5 separate regions of the Mus musculus genome follow, and all the other regions are linked to region 1. The links are chromatin contacts, called in public Hi-C, HiChIP or PLAC-seq and promoter capture Hi-C maps. All regions are on one chromosome and are shown on one strand. Each heading gives the region's core, a stretch centred on a gene start, on an enhancer-like site or on the middle of the called end of the contact. The rest is flanking DNA. Distances are from core to core; before and after follow the strand shown. Region 1 holds the start of Nectin3 (nectin cell adhesion molecule 3). Region 2 overlaps Morc1 (microrchidia 1). Region 3 has its middle 40 kb from the start of Gm5485. Region 4 overlaps Dppa2 (developmental pluripotency associated 2). Region 5 holds the start of Dppa4 (developmental pluripotency associated 4).

The links. Promoter capture Hi-C pulls out the DNA fragments that hold promoters and counts their contacts. Hi-C and Micro-C count contacts between places; a contact is called where the count stands out from the background. HiChIP or PLAC-seq counts read pairs in DNA pulled down with a chosen protein or histone mark.
Region 2: a promoter capture Hi-C map of stem cell-derived epiblast-like cells shows a contact between it and region 1, with 6 times the contacts expected there. The contact joins the enhancer-like site here to the promoter of Nectin3 in region 1. A contact is called at or near these places in 2 of 39 promoter capture datasets (hippocampal neurons and stem cell-derived epiblast-like cells), 2 of 115 datasets of contacts at active chromatin or transcription factors (embryonic forebrain and embryonic stem cells) and 1 of 9 other capture datasets (embryonic stem cells).
Region 3: a contact with region 1 is called in a Hi-C map of cerebellum, with 4 times the contacts expected there. The contact joins the enhancer-like site here to the promoter of Nectin3 in region 1. A contact is called at or near these places in 9 of 39 promoter capture datasets (the 3T3-L1 cell line, 3T3-L1-derived adipocytes, the C10 cell line and 5 more), 5 of 484 Hi-C or Micro-C datasets (cerebellar granule neurons, cerebellum and cerebral cortex), 8 of 115 datasets of contacts at active chromatin or transcription factors (astrocytes, embryonic forebrain, embryonic hindbrain and 4 more) and 1 of 9 other capture datasets (adipose tissue).
Region 4: an H3K27ac HiChIP or PLAC-seq map of embryonic stem cells shows a contact between it and region 1, with 5 times the contacts expected there. The contact joins the enhancer-like site here to the promoter of Nectin3 in region 1. A contact is called at or near these places in 11 of 39 promoter capture datasets (the C10 cell line, cranial neural crest, embryonic stem cells and 6 more), 4 of 484 Hi-C or Micro-C datasets (cerebellum, cortical neurons, granulocyte-monocyte progenitors and 1 more), 7 of 115 datasets of contacts at active chromatin or transcription factors (astrocytes, embryonic forebrain, embryonic stem cells and 2 more) and 1 of 9 other capture datasets (embryonic stem cells).
Region 5: a contact with region 1 is called in a promoter capture Hi-C map of embryonic stem cells, with 9 times the contacts expected there. The contact joins the promoter of Dppa4 here to the promoter of Nectin3 in region 1. A contact is called at or near these places in 11 of 39 promoter capture datasets (the 3T3-L1 cell line, the C10 cell line, cranial neural crest and 6 more), 1 of 484 Hi-C or Micro-C datasets (embryonic stem cells) and 7 of 115 datasets of contacts at active chromatin or transcription factors (embryonic forebrain, embryonic hindbrain, embryonic stem cells and 2 more).

The regions. Positions count from the first base shown.
Region 1 is chr16:46,495,630-46,498,293 of GRCm38.p6, forward strand. Nectin3 (nectin cell adhesion molecule 3) reads right to left here and starts at 1,338. Exons shown (of 6, transcript NM_021495.4): 1 at 986-1,338. The coding sequence starts at 1,145.
Region 2 is chr16:48,473,820-48,476,483 of GRCm38.p6, forward strand. All of the region lies in intron 8 of Morc1 (microrchidia 1), which reads left to right. Among named protein-coding and RNA genes, the nearest start is that of Morc1, 44 kb to the left of the region's middle. Within about 2 kb of position 1,307, at least 8 of the 459 cell types and tissues checked have an H3K27ac peak or open chromatin away from gene starts, as enhancers often do. A contact at or near this core is called in embryonic stem cells and stem cell-derived epiblast-like cells, where this site is marked.
Region 3 is chr16:48,371,389-48,374,052 of GRCm38.p6, forward strand. No RefSeq gene overlaps it. Among named protein-coding and RNA genes, the nearest start is that of Gm5485, 40 kb to the right of the region's middle. Within about 2 kb of position 1,328, at least 9 of the 459 cell types and tissues checked have an H3K27ac peak or open chromatin away from gene starts, as enhancers often do. A contact at or near this core is called in cerebellar granule neurons and cerebellum, where this site is marked.
Region 4 is chr16:48,319,238-48,321,901 of GRCm38.p6, forward strand. Dppa2 (developmental pluripotency associated 2) reads left to right here. Exons shown (of 7, transcript NM_028615.1): 7 at 1-276. Among named protein-coding and RNA genes, the nearest start is that of Dppa2, 10 kb to the left of the region's middle. Within about 2 kb of position 1,299, at least 7 of the 459 cell types and tissues checked have an H3K27ac peak or open chromatin away from gene starts, as enhancers often do. A contact at or near this core is called in embryonic stem cells, where this site is marked.
Region 5 is chr16:48,282,373-48,285,036 of GRCm38.p6, forward strand. Dppa4 (developmental pluripotency associated 4) reads left to right here and starts at 1,363. Exons shown (of 7, transcript NM_028610.2): 1 at 1,363-1,469. The coding sequence starts at 1,446.

The DNA.
Region 1 (2,664 bases), core at 88-2,587:
TCAGCAATCCTTAAATGAACAACACCTTGCGGCATTTTGATATTACCCAGACATTCAATAGCCTAAGACTGACTGGTAGCTTTATTTCACCAAATCAATGCTGTCCACTGATTACCACGTCCACTTCTCTAGCATGAAAAGTAAATATATCATTTCATTTTCATCTTCCTTAAAAAAAAAAAGTAGGTCTCTAAAACTAGTCTCAGATTCCGGGAACGGAACTTACAAAGAGATTAGCTCCTAAATCTGGAATAAAAGAGGCACACTGGAGAAACCCGGGGCTACTTGTTTTAACAGCCAGGGAACAGTAGGTGCAATATGTATTCAAAAGGTAAATCTTGCGTCCCCGAGAACAAGGTTTTCTTCTAAAATAACCAGGGGCTGCGTGAAGGACGTCCAAAAACTGGAAGGCGGCGTGAGGGTACCATCTGGGATCAACCCAAAGATCCAAAGGTTACCAGGGCACAAATCGTGCTGGAAGGGGGATGCAGGCGCAGAGTGGGTTTTTAAGATGGTGCCTTCTCCCGGAGGCCAGGAGGCGTGGACCCGAAGGCTACAGTGCGCTGGGCTAGTGTCCACAGGGTTTCCGGACTTGCAGCTCAAGTTTCATCGGAGAGAAAGGAGGAGGCGGCAACATGCACTCAGGCATCCTAACCTCAGCCTAGAAGTCCGCGCTCTCCGCTTCGGCGCATCAGCTCGGAAGTAACGGTTCCCGGGGCACGCGGGGCTCCGCGCACCGAGCTCCACCGCCAGCCCTGGGGGCCCAGCGCGACGACCCGCGCGGCCTCGGGGGGCGGGAAGCCAGCGGTCGGCGCCCTGTTCGCTCTCCCTGCCCTTCCCGGGCCTCGCCCGGGGCGCGGCGAAAAGTTTCCAGGCAAAGTCCGCGGCGGCCGCTCGCGCAGCCAACCGCCCGGCACAACCGCCTCGGCTAGCCTCGCCGCCCGCGCCCGCCCTGCTCAACCCCTCGCTCGCCCGCTTCACCTACCACAGAGCCGGGAGAAGAGAAGCAGGGGAATAAGCAGCAGCAGCAGCGGCGGCGGCGTCGGGGCCGGCAGCAGCAGTCCGGCCGCGGGAGGAAACGCCGAGGAAAGTTGTGCTTTGCCGCCTCCAGGACACAACGGGGCCGGGCCCGGGGTCCGCGCCATGCCCGCCTTGCCCCGGCCCACCCGCTCGCCCGCGCCCCGGCGCCTCAGGCTCTGGGTGGCGGCGGCGGCGGCGGCCGCGGCGCGGAAGGGCCAGCGCGCGTGTCCTCAACCCCCGGCTCCTGCGCCGTCGCCGCCCGCCGCCACTCGGCCGAGCGCTCGCGGCTGCCTCGACTCCGCCGTCGCCGATGCCACTGCCGAGGCTGAAGCGGGAGCCGCCCGCCGCCGCCACTCCCCTCCCCGCGGTCCCCGCCCGCCGCGAACTCCTGGGAACTCGGAACGCACCACCCCGCCCTGCGGGAGGGGGAGCCGCCGACCCTCACTACCGGGACGAGCCCGCCCTCCCTGCCGCCGGGCTGCCTGGACGCCGGCCGAGCCGCCCGCCGAGTCTCCTCCCACCCTCTCTCCCCACACGCTCCTCCCACTTCCAAAAGAAAAAAAAAAAAAACTTCATCCACTTGGAAAACCGGGCTTCTCCCGAGGCTAAGCAATCTGGACCAGGCAAGGCGGCCCCGCCCCTTGGCCCCGCCTCGTCTCCCCCCCTCGCCAGCGCTGGAGATGGTCTCGCCCACTCCGCCCCTCGCGGGGCTGGGGCCGCCGGGGCACACAGAGGCGCTCCGAGGCGGAGGGCTGCGGGACTCCTAGTCCTGCCTTTTTCTCCTCCAGAGTGGCGAGGTTCCCCTAGCGGGACCAGGGATAACCAGGGGGGTGAGGGGAAGGCAAGATGAGGGTACCGGCTCTCCGCGGGTCGGAGCGGGGGGTTGCCTAATTTGGGAAGCTGGATACCGCGGGGCTGGACCAGCCTTCTCCCTCCTCACCCAGGCGTAGGGACTGAAAGGAGATTCTCCACTCCTCCCTCCTCCCCAGGAGCATCCCGGTTCTCCTCTGTCCGGGACCGGTGTTGGCCCAGGCGTTTAGCCTGCTTTTTACACCGGGAGGGAGGCTTGTTGGAAGGGTCAGCGGAGCTGCCGGAGGACAGGAGGGGGCCCTCCGAAAGGTTTGCTCTCTAGCTCTTGCTTCTCTTGGGCTGCCCGTTTGTCCACTTTCTGCGCCGGGCGACCGGCAACAGGAGGCCATGGATCTCCCATGCGAGGTCTTCGAGTGTGGTCTTGTTTTCTCTTTGATCGTTCGCATGTTCGCACTTGTAATTTTATTTTCTCGCGTGTCTCTCTTTGAGTTATTCTCAGAAAAGTGACCTCGGGAAGTATTAAACATTTACCCTTAAGAGGAGCATCTGTGATTCACCATAACCCTCCCTCAAACCCCCAAAGCTTGTCTGCCCTTCCCTCCTCCTCTATCCGCCACGCACAGCCGGAGTGACTTGACCTTGAAGCCCCAGTTACCGTAGGGGGAAGGAGATGGATGAACAGTTTGGGCTATCTGCGGAGGCGGTGGAAGCGGAGGACACCGTCCGGAGGCCGGACACCATTAATTTTATGTTGTCCTACCATCCCCACCAGATAGCTAAAGATGTGCTCCAATAAGAATAACAGCCACCCAGAGAGCAGCCTGTGGCCACTAA
Region 2 (2,664 bases), core at 57-2,556, 2.0 Mb after region 1:
AAAATCTTCATGGAGCCTTTTGTGTGCATAATATAGACTTCGTTAATGTCACGTATAACAACTCATCTGTTTTATGGGAACACAATTTTGGTTGTCATATATAACTATTTTATATATAACATATAACACCTCTGAGGCACTATAAAAAGACTTAGCTTAATGTTGTACCTGGAATTCAGAGCCCAAGACCTAGCCATAGACTATATAAGGTACCTTAGCCTATTTTTCTTTTGCTATACTAGAATACATACAGATGGGTTATTTATTGAGACTAGGATTACTTAACTCATGATTTGGAAGCTGAGCAATCTAAGACCATGGGCTTATATCTGATAAAGGTCTTCTTTCTGTTGGAATCTTTCTACTGTGCCCCAAACCATCTGATGACACCCCAATCAGACAAAGCTGAGAGGACCACACAGTGAGAGAGACAGAGACAAAAGTATTTTTATAAAAGACCTGCACAGGAGATAACCACTAACCTATTAAGCCATTAGTGTATGAATATATGAATGGATTTAATGACATAGTTTTCTCTTATAGTTCCCATGGGGTTGTCACCAGTGGACTTTAAGTTTTAACATGGATTTTTGTGGGACATTCATACTATACCACAAGAATAGCTCAGTTGACGGCTTGGATGGGAGTCTGTTGTCTGGGTTCCTTTGTGCCTATACACAGGAGTTAGCTTTCTCAGATAGTGTTCTATTCCCAAACACCTATGAGTATGTCCCCCTTTCTTGTGATTCTCTTCCTACATAACCTCTGCCAGCTATGTCTACCAAGCTGTGACTTCCAAACTTCATAGAGGGAAGGAATCTGAGGGATTCATGCTCCTAAACTCCAACCCCCAGGGATCTGAATCTGAAGATAAGGGCAAGACTTGGCTGTGGTGGCTTGCTCTCACTGTCCTTCCCTGTTCTATTATTACTATTATTATTATTATTATTATTATTTATTGTGCGACCACTATGTCAGTCCACATGCATCTAAGGTGTACATGGAACAGCCCCAGAAATAGAAGAATATGGACAGGTCAGGTAAAGACAACTGCACAGATGGCACAGCAGACCGTGGAAACCAAATTGCAGGCAGACTTCTAAGAATTCTCAAGTCTAAGCAGAGAAAAGGACACTGATTCTAATCTGCTTCTCCTACACCATATTCCCCAGACTCTGCAAGCAGCAGGTTCAGCCTTAAAGTAGCCTTTTCTTTACGTCTGCTTGTCACGTGCCTCTGAGTGGGGAGGGCTGGAGATGGGGAGAGTGGCTTGCTTCAGTTTCTTCTTATCAGAGCTAATTAAATAGAAAATGAAAAAGGAAACCACACAGTGATAGAGATACGAACTCCCCTGGCAAAGCACACAGAGGCAGAAAGGATGTTTGTGTAGAAATGAGACAAGAAAAGCCCTTGAAGAATTTATGCAAAGAGGGTCCTTACAGAGGGAGAGTTGCAGACAGTCCTTTGTCTTCTAAAGATATCCTGACTACAGGGTGTTTCTTTGTCAGCCCCTCAAGTGCACAGCTTTATTTACAATTGGATAGCATCAACACTGAAGATGATCTTCCATGAAAAGACCTCACCACAGGAGGAATGCTCTGCTGCTTGTTCTAAACTAGGCAAGAGAAGCTGTGAATGATCCTTCATTCACACAAGAACCAGTTATTTAATGGATGAGGTCACTAACTGCATGGAATTTACAACCTGATGGAGAGAAAATTACAGAGGTATAGACAGTCACAGGGACAGGAAGTAAAGAAGGAGGGACTCACACAGGCTCTAGCACTCTGGAGGTGGGGAAGTACTTCAACAGAAGTGAGATTTCAAGGGTGCATCCAGAGAGGTCTAAAAGAACTAGTCAAGAGTAAACAAGAGTGACATCCCGTGGTTGGGAGATGAGATGGTGTGAGCCATATTTGAGAACTGAGAGTAGTTGGCTTATCCAAGCTGGAAAGAGATGAGGCTACAACATTAATTTGCCTAGAACAAGACCGTTTGCATTGTGTATTTAGCCCTGTTTTCTTTATACCTCAGACTTCAGAAATTAGAGCTAGTTCTGTAATGTTTGTCACAAACAGGAACTTGAGAAAAGACAGGAGTAGAGAAGAAGTAAACCTGCATCAATCCTCAGAAGAGCTGACTCATCAGCTTGACCAATGGCTAGCTTCTGGTAGTTCCCAATACCAATAGAAACCTTTCATTTAACTGAAAACTTGAGTCACTACATCTAGATTATGCAAAGAGCAGGACTGCAACTGGTCAGTTTTAATTGCCAACTTGTCACACACTACAGTCACCTAGGAAATGAGTTTTAATTAGAAATTATATCTGGCTGGCCTATGTACATGGTATGGCATATGTACATGTGGTGGACAGGCTTGATTGTTAGTTGATAGAGGAAGGCTGGGCTCATTGTGGGCAGCACTATCCCCTAGGCAGAGAGTCCTGAAGTCTATGAGAAAGGAAGAAGCAAGATGAGAGGAAGTAGGCAAGGATTCCCATGTTATATTCTCACTCGGATCTTGACAGTGGATGTGAAGCTTTAAGTCCCTGCCATGACTTCTTGGAAGCAATAAACTGACCTGAGACTATAAGCCAAACACTCCTATCTTTGCTAAGTTGCTTTTTGTCGTGATGTTTTTCACAGTTACAGAAATGAAACTG
Region 3 (2,664 bases), core at 78-2,577, 1.9 Mb after region 1:
GATTTATTTATATTACATATATGAGTTCACTGTCTTCAGACGCACCAGAAGAGGGCATCCATTACAGATGGTTGTGAGCCACCATGTGGTTGCTGGGAATCGAACTCAGGACCTCTGGAAGAGCATTTGGTTCTCTTAACCACTAAGCCACATCTCCAGCCCTCTTGCACTCTTTTTATTTTTTGTTTTTTCAGTGCTGGACCTCACACATGCTAGACAAGCCTTCTACCACTGAGTAATAATGTCAGCCCATTGTTTATGTTAACAGCATATATAAACTATATATTATTAGGTAATGATGGACTTCATTATAACATACTCATACATGTATGTAATGAATCCCGATCATTTTCATCTCCCTGCTACCCACACTGATCCCTTTCCTCTTTCTAAATCTCTCTTCTGCTTTCCTGTCTCTTCTTGATGACGCCATGAATTTCATTAGAATTACTTACTGGAGCATGGATACAGCTGTGATTTCAGGAGCGTGGGAATATTACCATAGCTACACCACTGAAGAAAATGTCTCTCCTTCCTCTAGTAACCATTAACAACTGCCTATAGATTCCCAAGTTACTGGGCTGCAGGAATAAAACAGAATGCAGAGAGCATTCAGAAGGGGCTGCAGTCTCTCATTTCGATTTCCCTGTCATTTTCCATTTGTCTTCACATGGGAACAGCCTTCATGACAGTTTTAACTCTCAGGACCAAGACCCCAAGCCACACTGAAAGGACTGGGGTTTATTACCTCCATTTGAACAAGCCAGCATTTTAGTTACAAAATTAAAGTTATGCAAAGACATGTGGTACAAGCAGAGAGGACATCCCAGCAGAATTGACTGATGGTCGGGTCAACTCAGAGACATGGAACAATGCTGGAGAAGTTGACCTACAAGCAGAGTAAAAGATGGGAATTCTAGTCTGAAGCCCTGACTGAAAGCATCTCTGGGCAGCATTCGCAGGACCATAAGTCTCAAGGGTTTTGGAATTCTGTGGGGTCCTGGCTCAAGAACACTGTGCCCTTTAGTAATGGCTCCTTGTGTGGCATGAGCTGTGACACTAGTCTTTGTTTCTCATTAATTCCCAAAGATCTCCCTCACTTTCTCCCTGGGCATTACACACTGCAAAATGTGAGGACTGGGCTTTACCACAGCACCTTCGTCACCAGGCAGCGGACCGATTTTCTTTCCTCCAGATGGTCCTCATAGACTAGCCAAAGAGGAGACCAGGCTGGCCATCTGTTTCCTGTTGTCTTTTTAAGTTGCCTGGCCACTCAGCAAGGCTGACATAGCCCAGGGCACCAGCTGTCAGCCTTAGCTGCCCCCAGTTGGCCTTGCCATACTTTGTCATAGTAGGCTGGATAGGACAGGGGCCTTGCTCAGAACAGTTTGACACTCATGAGGAAAGATGGTTTGTTCCTCGTCCGTTCCAACCAGCTTGCCTTATGGCAAATATAAAAGATGCTTCCACGTCCTTAATGTCCACAAGCTAGGGATGGTGGTGGTGATTTGGGGGAGGGAAAAGGCAAGGATTGTGTGGGTAGGCAGAACAGATTGTAACATAAATCTGAATTAATGTATCTGTAAGAGATTTGATTATAATTTACAATTTACCCTTCTGCTTTTGGTTTGCCTCCTATTCTTTCTAATTATACATGTATTTATTTACAGACAAAATAAGGATATAGTCTTGGTATAAGTTTTGTACACACAGCTAGAAAATTAAGACGATCACCTACTATCCTGCACACCATAAGGAAAACTACTATTTATTTTGTTAAGTCTCTGTTTGTTAAGTGCTCTGTATGCAGAAATGCCTTAACTACACCCTCTATATTGTTTCCTCTGTGGGCTTTATTTCTTAACATCACAATATCAAATATTAAACACTTTTGATGAGTAAGTAACATCACTGTGCATGACTATAGCAGAATTCGTGTGGCTATTCTTTAATTGTTGGATGTTATTTTTTTCCCCATTTTGTTTTTATGTTAGATCATTCCATAAGGAATAGCCACATATAAACCACATTTAAAGTGTGTCTACTTCCTTGGCATAGGATGAAGATATCAGTTCTAAGGGACTGGTTACTGCACTGTTAAATTGCCTCAAGAAGAGTATCAGTGTCTTCATTGCCTTTAGTGGATTACATTGCCTTCAACAAGAAATTGCCTGTTTGCGATCTTCCTTCCTTCCTTCCTTCCTTCCTTCCTTCCTTCCTTCCTTCCTTCCTTCCTTCCTTCCCTTTGTCCTTCCTTCCTGATCCATTTTTTTTTTCTTCCACAAGAGCCATCACCGAAGGATAGATGTGAGCTAAAGAAGCTAAGACTGATACAAAGAGCCAGACACTCATTTCTGCCAGGTTCCCATAGTGACCTGGAGTGTAATCCGAACCTGACTCAGCAGGAGGAAAGGATGGTGATAATGCTTCATCCTGTGCCTGAGAGGGATCCACAGAGCTCTGCATCCCAGGAGGTGCTCCCTTTTGAACAATCTCCATTTCCATTAGCCAACTCTGCGGGTATCATGGCTGGCTCTGGGTCTTTAATGGCTGCTTTCAGTGGCCAGGTGGTCCCACCTACGGGGAAGAGCACAAGTGCTCCGCAGAGTGGAGAGTTGTTAGCCCAAGTTGGGCATGGTGGTTGGCTCTCAGAATAGAGATTCC
Region 4 (2,664 bases), core at 49-2,548, 1.8 Mb after region 1:
CACGTGTTGGGTTTTACATGCCTGTACAATACCACTTAGCCAGTACTGATGTATGTTTGACTAGTATAGAGTTCATTGCTTGTGCTAAACAACCTGGGTGTTGACAAGTGTTTATAGAGTGCCATACATTTGAAATCATATAGTATGCTACCGTTCAGATTGGCTTTTACCTAGCAATATGCCTGTGAGAAATATCCATGTCCTCGATTGATTTTTCTTAATGTTGAGATTCCATTGTCCAAGATGTGCCTTATGAATTGATGCTATTACATATGGATATCTGGTTGGTTTTTATATATCCAAGACAGGGTCTTTTGCAGCACAGGCTGGTCTTGAGTATTTTAATTTTTTTAAAGTGTTATTACTTGACATTTCCCACTCCGATCACACTCACCATCCCTGTCTTCTCTTATTGTGCCTGTAGCCCTACCAATTTGGCCTTTGGGGCCACTCACACAGACATGAATACAGTGTATTTACCAGTGTACAGGCAGCTCACTCGCCTGCAGCTGAACTGACTGCTGATGGCTCTCCGTGCTCCAGCAGTCATCAACTGGCAGTAGTAGCTCCCCAGGAAGAGCATGGCTCCCACAGACTCCTCATCTCTCCTTGACTGCATGTTTATGGGCTTGGTTGATCCTTGGGCCTTCATTTCCTAAGTGCTGAAGTGTACCACAGCGTACAATGCTGGACATTCAACCCAGGGCTGTAGGCATACTAGCAGGTCACATACTTTACAGAGCTACATTCCCAGCTGTAAATTGATGGTGAGGATAGAGACTCTGGGGAGCCCCGGCTGGTCCCCCAAATTCACAAACATGCCTCTGTCTGTTCAGTCTCGCACACAGGTTTGAGACGGATGTGTCTCGGGCTTGTCTTCAGGATGTGTAACCTAGGTCAATACCAAACTCTTGATCTTGCCTCTGCTTCTCAGATCACCAGATATAAGGTGTGCCACTACACCCAGACTGCTGGAGTGCACCATGATATATTGTTAGGATTAAACCAAGTCTTCCTTAGCTCTGAGTGCCTTCAAACTTTCCTTGTAGCTGAGGATAACTTGGAACTTCTGAGCCCCCCCTTCCTACTATTCTAGTGCTGGCATGGGTAATAGGTACCACCATTTCACCTTTTATGGAATGACCCTAAGGTTTTCTATAGCGACTCCAGCACTTGATATATTGGGCATCTTCCAGTCTGTTTTTTTGAGCTGACCCAGATTGAGCTCGGATTTCTGCTGTAGTCCAGGCTAGCCTTGGAACTAATTCTACCTCAGCCCCCTCTGTGCTCTCATGCAGAGTAACATGCACTGAGAACACAGGGGTGCTCAGAAGCCAGAGGGTAATGGGAGCACAAGGCCAGCCTTACGTATGGCAAGTGGCAAATTGAGGCCAGATTAGACTAAATAGTCATTTTAGGATTTTGTGGCTAGGCTGCCTCAACAACAAAAAGAATGGAGAGAGGAACCAAAGAAAGGAAGGAGGAGGGGGACTTTTGGGATAGCATTGGAAATGTAAATGAAGAAAATACCTAATAAAAAAGGAAGCCGGGCGTGGTGGCGCACGCCTTTAATCCCAGCACTCAGGAGGCAGAGGCAGGCGGATTTCTAAGTTCGAGGCCAGCCTGGTCTACAAAGTACAAAAAACAAGCAAACAAAACCATAACCCACCACTGGTTGCTCTTTCAGAGGTCTTGAATTCAATACCCAGCAACCACATGGTGGCTTACAACCATCTGTGATGAGATCTAGTGCCCTCTTCTGGCCTGCAGGCATACATTGCAGGCATAATGCTGTCTACATAAAAAAAAAGTCATTTTGACATTAAAAGGAGGTAGGAGGCCATAGTTATTTAAGGTTCAGTCTGCCTCTTAGTTTAGAATTGCAGCCCAGACACCTGTCTCCCTCTCCATGCAAACTGAAACATTGTTACATTGTTAACCTTTGCGGTTCTTTCAGTGCGATGGATTCTTCTTCCTTCAATCTTGCCTTGATTCTTGCCAACATCCTCCCTCCCCCCACCCGCTCTAAATCAGGAACCTGTGACAGCATTGGTTATACCAGATAATCTTTTTGTTTTCCGAGACAGGGTTTCTCTGTGTAGCCCTGGCTGTCCTGGAACTCACTCTGTAGACCAGGCTGGCATCGAACTCAGAAATCCGCCTGCCTCTGCCTCCCAAGTGCTGGGATTAAAGGCATGGGCCACCACTGCCCAGATAATCTAAGGTCATTTTTTCCCTTTCAAAAGCTTCAATTTGCTGAGCCTGGTGGCACATGCTTTTAATCCCAGAACTTGGGGATCAGAGACAGGCACATCTGAGTTGTAGAGCCAATCAGGTCTATAGAGTTCATTTCAGGATAGCCTGTGCTACAGAGAAACCCTGCTTGGAAAAATGAAACAAAAATCAAGAGCTTTAATCAGATCTTCCAAGTCTCTTTTGCCATTTAAACTATTTCCTTCTCAGGGTCCAAAGAACAATTTGGAGGAAAATATATGATAACAAAATAAAATCCCCTTCAAACAACTCACAGAGTCAGAATTTACAGAAAGTGCCTACATGGACTTTAGGGACATTGGTGTTTCCCAGGTGGGAATAAAAATAGAGGGTTTGGTAGAAGGAACAGCAACAGCATTGCAGAGCCTGGACATGGGGAGAATGAGCACT
Region 5 (2,664 bases), core at 113-2,612, 1.8 Mb after region 1:
GCTCTGTGAGTTCGAGGCCAGCCTGGTCCAGGACAGCAGGCTACACAGAGAAACCCTGTTATCAAATACCAACCAACTAGCAACGACAAAACCTTTTAACAGTTGGCAGAAAAAAAAAAAAAAAAAAAAGGGCTGGTGAGATGGCTCAGTGGGTAAGAGCACCCGACTGCTCTTCCAAAGGTCCAGAGTTCAAATCCCAGCAACCACATGGTGGCTCACAACCATCCATAACGAGATCTGACTCCCCCTTCTGGAGTGTCTGAAGACAGCTACAATGTACTTCCATATAATAAATAAATAAATCTTTAAAAAAAAAAAAAAAAACAGTTGGCAGATAGAAAGTTACAGTTTTGAACCAGGCTCGGTGGCCTGAATTCCAGCCCTGGGGAAGCTAGAAGATCAGAAATTCAAGCCCTGGCCAGGTGTGGTGGGGTACACCTTGAATCCTAGCAGTCAGGAGGATGAGACAGGAAGACCTCAGTATGCTGCAGGTCCGTGGAGACTTCAAAAAAGGAGGGTTGGATGGGGAAGAATTAAAAGAGTTGTAATTTTATGGGCTGGGATTGTAGCTCAGTGGTAGATTGATTGGTGCACAGAAACAAAGCCCAGGGTGAGCCCTGAAACCACCAAAACAATGCAACCCCCACCCCCTGCCATCTCATGGAAAAGGATTTCTGGAGCAACTGGGTTGTTTTCATTCCTGTTCAGGATGCTAATTCCATTAGATAAATTTGCAGTCTTTTCAGAATTCTCTAGGAACTTCACTTTCCCTTAGCAATATTTAGGTTCTTTCTTTCTTTCTTTCTTTCTTTCTTTCTTTCTTTCTTTCTTTCTTTCTTTCTTTCTTTCTTTCTTTCTTTCTTTCTTCCTTCCTTCCTTCCTTCCTTCCTTCCCTTTTTTTTTTTTTTTTCTTTTTTCTAAGATAGAGTCTCACTATGTAGACTAGGCTGACCAGGAGCTCAGAGAGATCCACCTGCCTCTGCATCTCTAATGCTGGGATTAAAGGTGTGTGCTGCCACGCCCAGCAATAATTACAGTTTTAAATATCCCAGATCTACAGTTGCCAGGAGCAGGGGGTAGCAGCTCACACCTCTAAATCGCAGTATTCCGGAGGTTGAGACAGTACAATATACAAAGCGCATTTCTGGCCAGGCAAAGAAATGATAAACTCTGCCTCAAAAACAAAACAAAACAAAACAAACAAAAAAAAATTCGAGGAAACAAGCCTAATAATTAAACCACACAAAAGGGGATTTTATTAAAATCAGCCACAAAAGGAGATTTTAGCATCACAATTTTGTTGAGGGTGGGACCAGAAGGGGAGGGGAACGGAAGAGGGCCTCAAGACAACAGGAAGTAGGAGGAGATTTTGAAAAGCCGGCTGAGGTCAGAGGTCTTTTGGAAGCTGGGAGAACTTTCTTTCGGAGGATTCATCTATTCTCAAGATGGAGACTGCTGGAGACAAGAAGGTGAGAACTGTTTTTACAATTTGGCTTTCCAAATGAGGGCCCCTCATTTTTGAGTATAGCCAGCCATTGTTTGGAGAAGAGAAGAATGAGCGTTACAATTTGTTACAACCTTAATTGTTTTTTTAAAAAAAATTATTATTTAAAGGCAGGTGTGTGGCTTGGCGGGCCCGCTCGAAGTGGCCTTGCGCGAGACCCTGGGGCCCGGGTGTAGATGTGTTAGGAGAGGAGGGTGTGTTTTGGAAGGAATGCTTTGTTAGGAAGGAATTTAGAATCCCGTAGCTGGTCCCGGGATAAAACAGGGTATAAACTGAGGCTTTGGGTAGCCTCGGAAGGAGTCCCCAGTTAACCTGAGAGGACCCGAGGGCTTAACCCAAAAGTGCCTGCTACAGGGCTTCCAGGCCCCTTAATTTATCCATAGGCCCTCAGAATCTATGAATTTTGACATGGCAGACCTGCTGGTTCCTAACTGTAGTAGCCAGGATAGGATGCTGAGCACTTTCCTGGACTCCTCCCCAAGAAACCGCCAGCCATTTTCATCTTTCTTTATTGTAAGAATTTTGTTAAGTCCTAAAGTGAATCCTTTATAAAGAGGTTGTGCAAAAGTAAATCTTAGTCCTTGGGAAGCCGGTCCCTATTGTGATGGGAGAGAACTGAGGTGTCAAGTAACAGGAAATGCTAAATTGTCACTTCCACAATTGCGGGGGTGGAGGAGGGGGGGGGTGGAAAAGACCTAGGTTTTGGAGCTAAGTGACCTGGTGGTTTTACTTATTTATTTAGTGAGTTATTGTTTTGTTTCTCTGTAGTCCTGGGTACCCGGGACTCGCTCTGTAAACCAGGTTGGTTTGCCTCCCGGGTGCCACCCTCTCTTTTCTTTCTGAAACAAGGTTTCTCTGTAGCCCTGGCTGTCCTGTAACTCACTCTTGTAGACCAGGCTAGCCAGGAACTGAAGAGATTCGCCTTCCTCTGCCTCCCGAGTGCTGGGATAAAGGCATGTGCCATGACCACCTGGCTTTAATAAGCTTTTAACTTTTGGCCCTCCATGTTGAAAATACAGTAGTGGTTCTGAAGTTATATAAAGATTAAATGAGGCAAGGAGTGTGTTTAGTCGTGTATATGCTGGAAGAGGCTTAATATTTGTTAGGTTTTTTTTTTTTTTTTTTGGTGTGTGTGTGTGTGTGTGTTTCTTTCTGTGCTT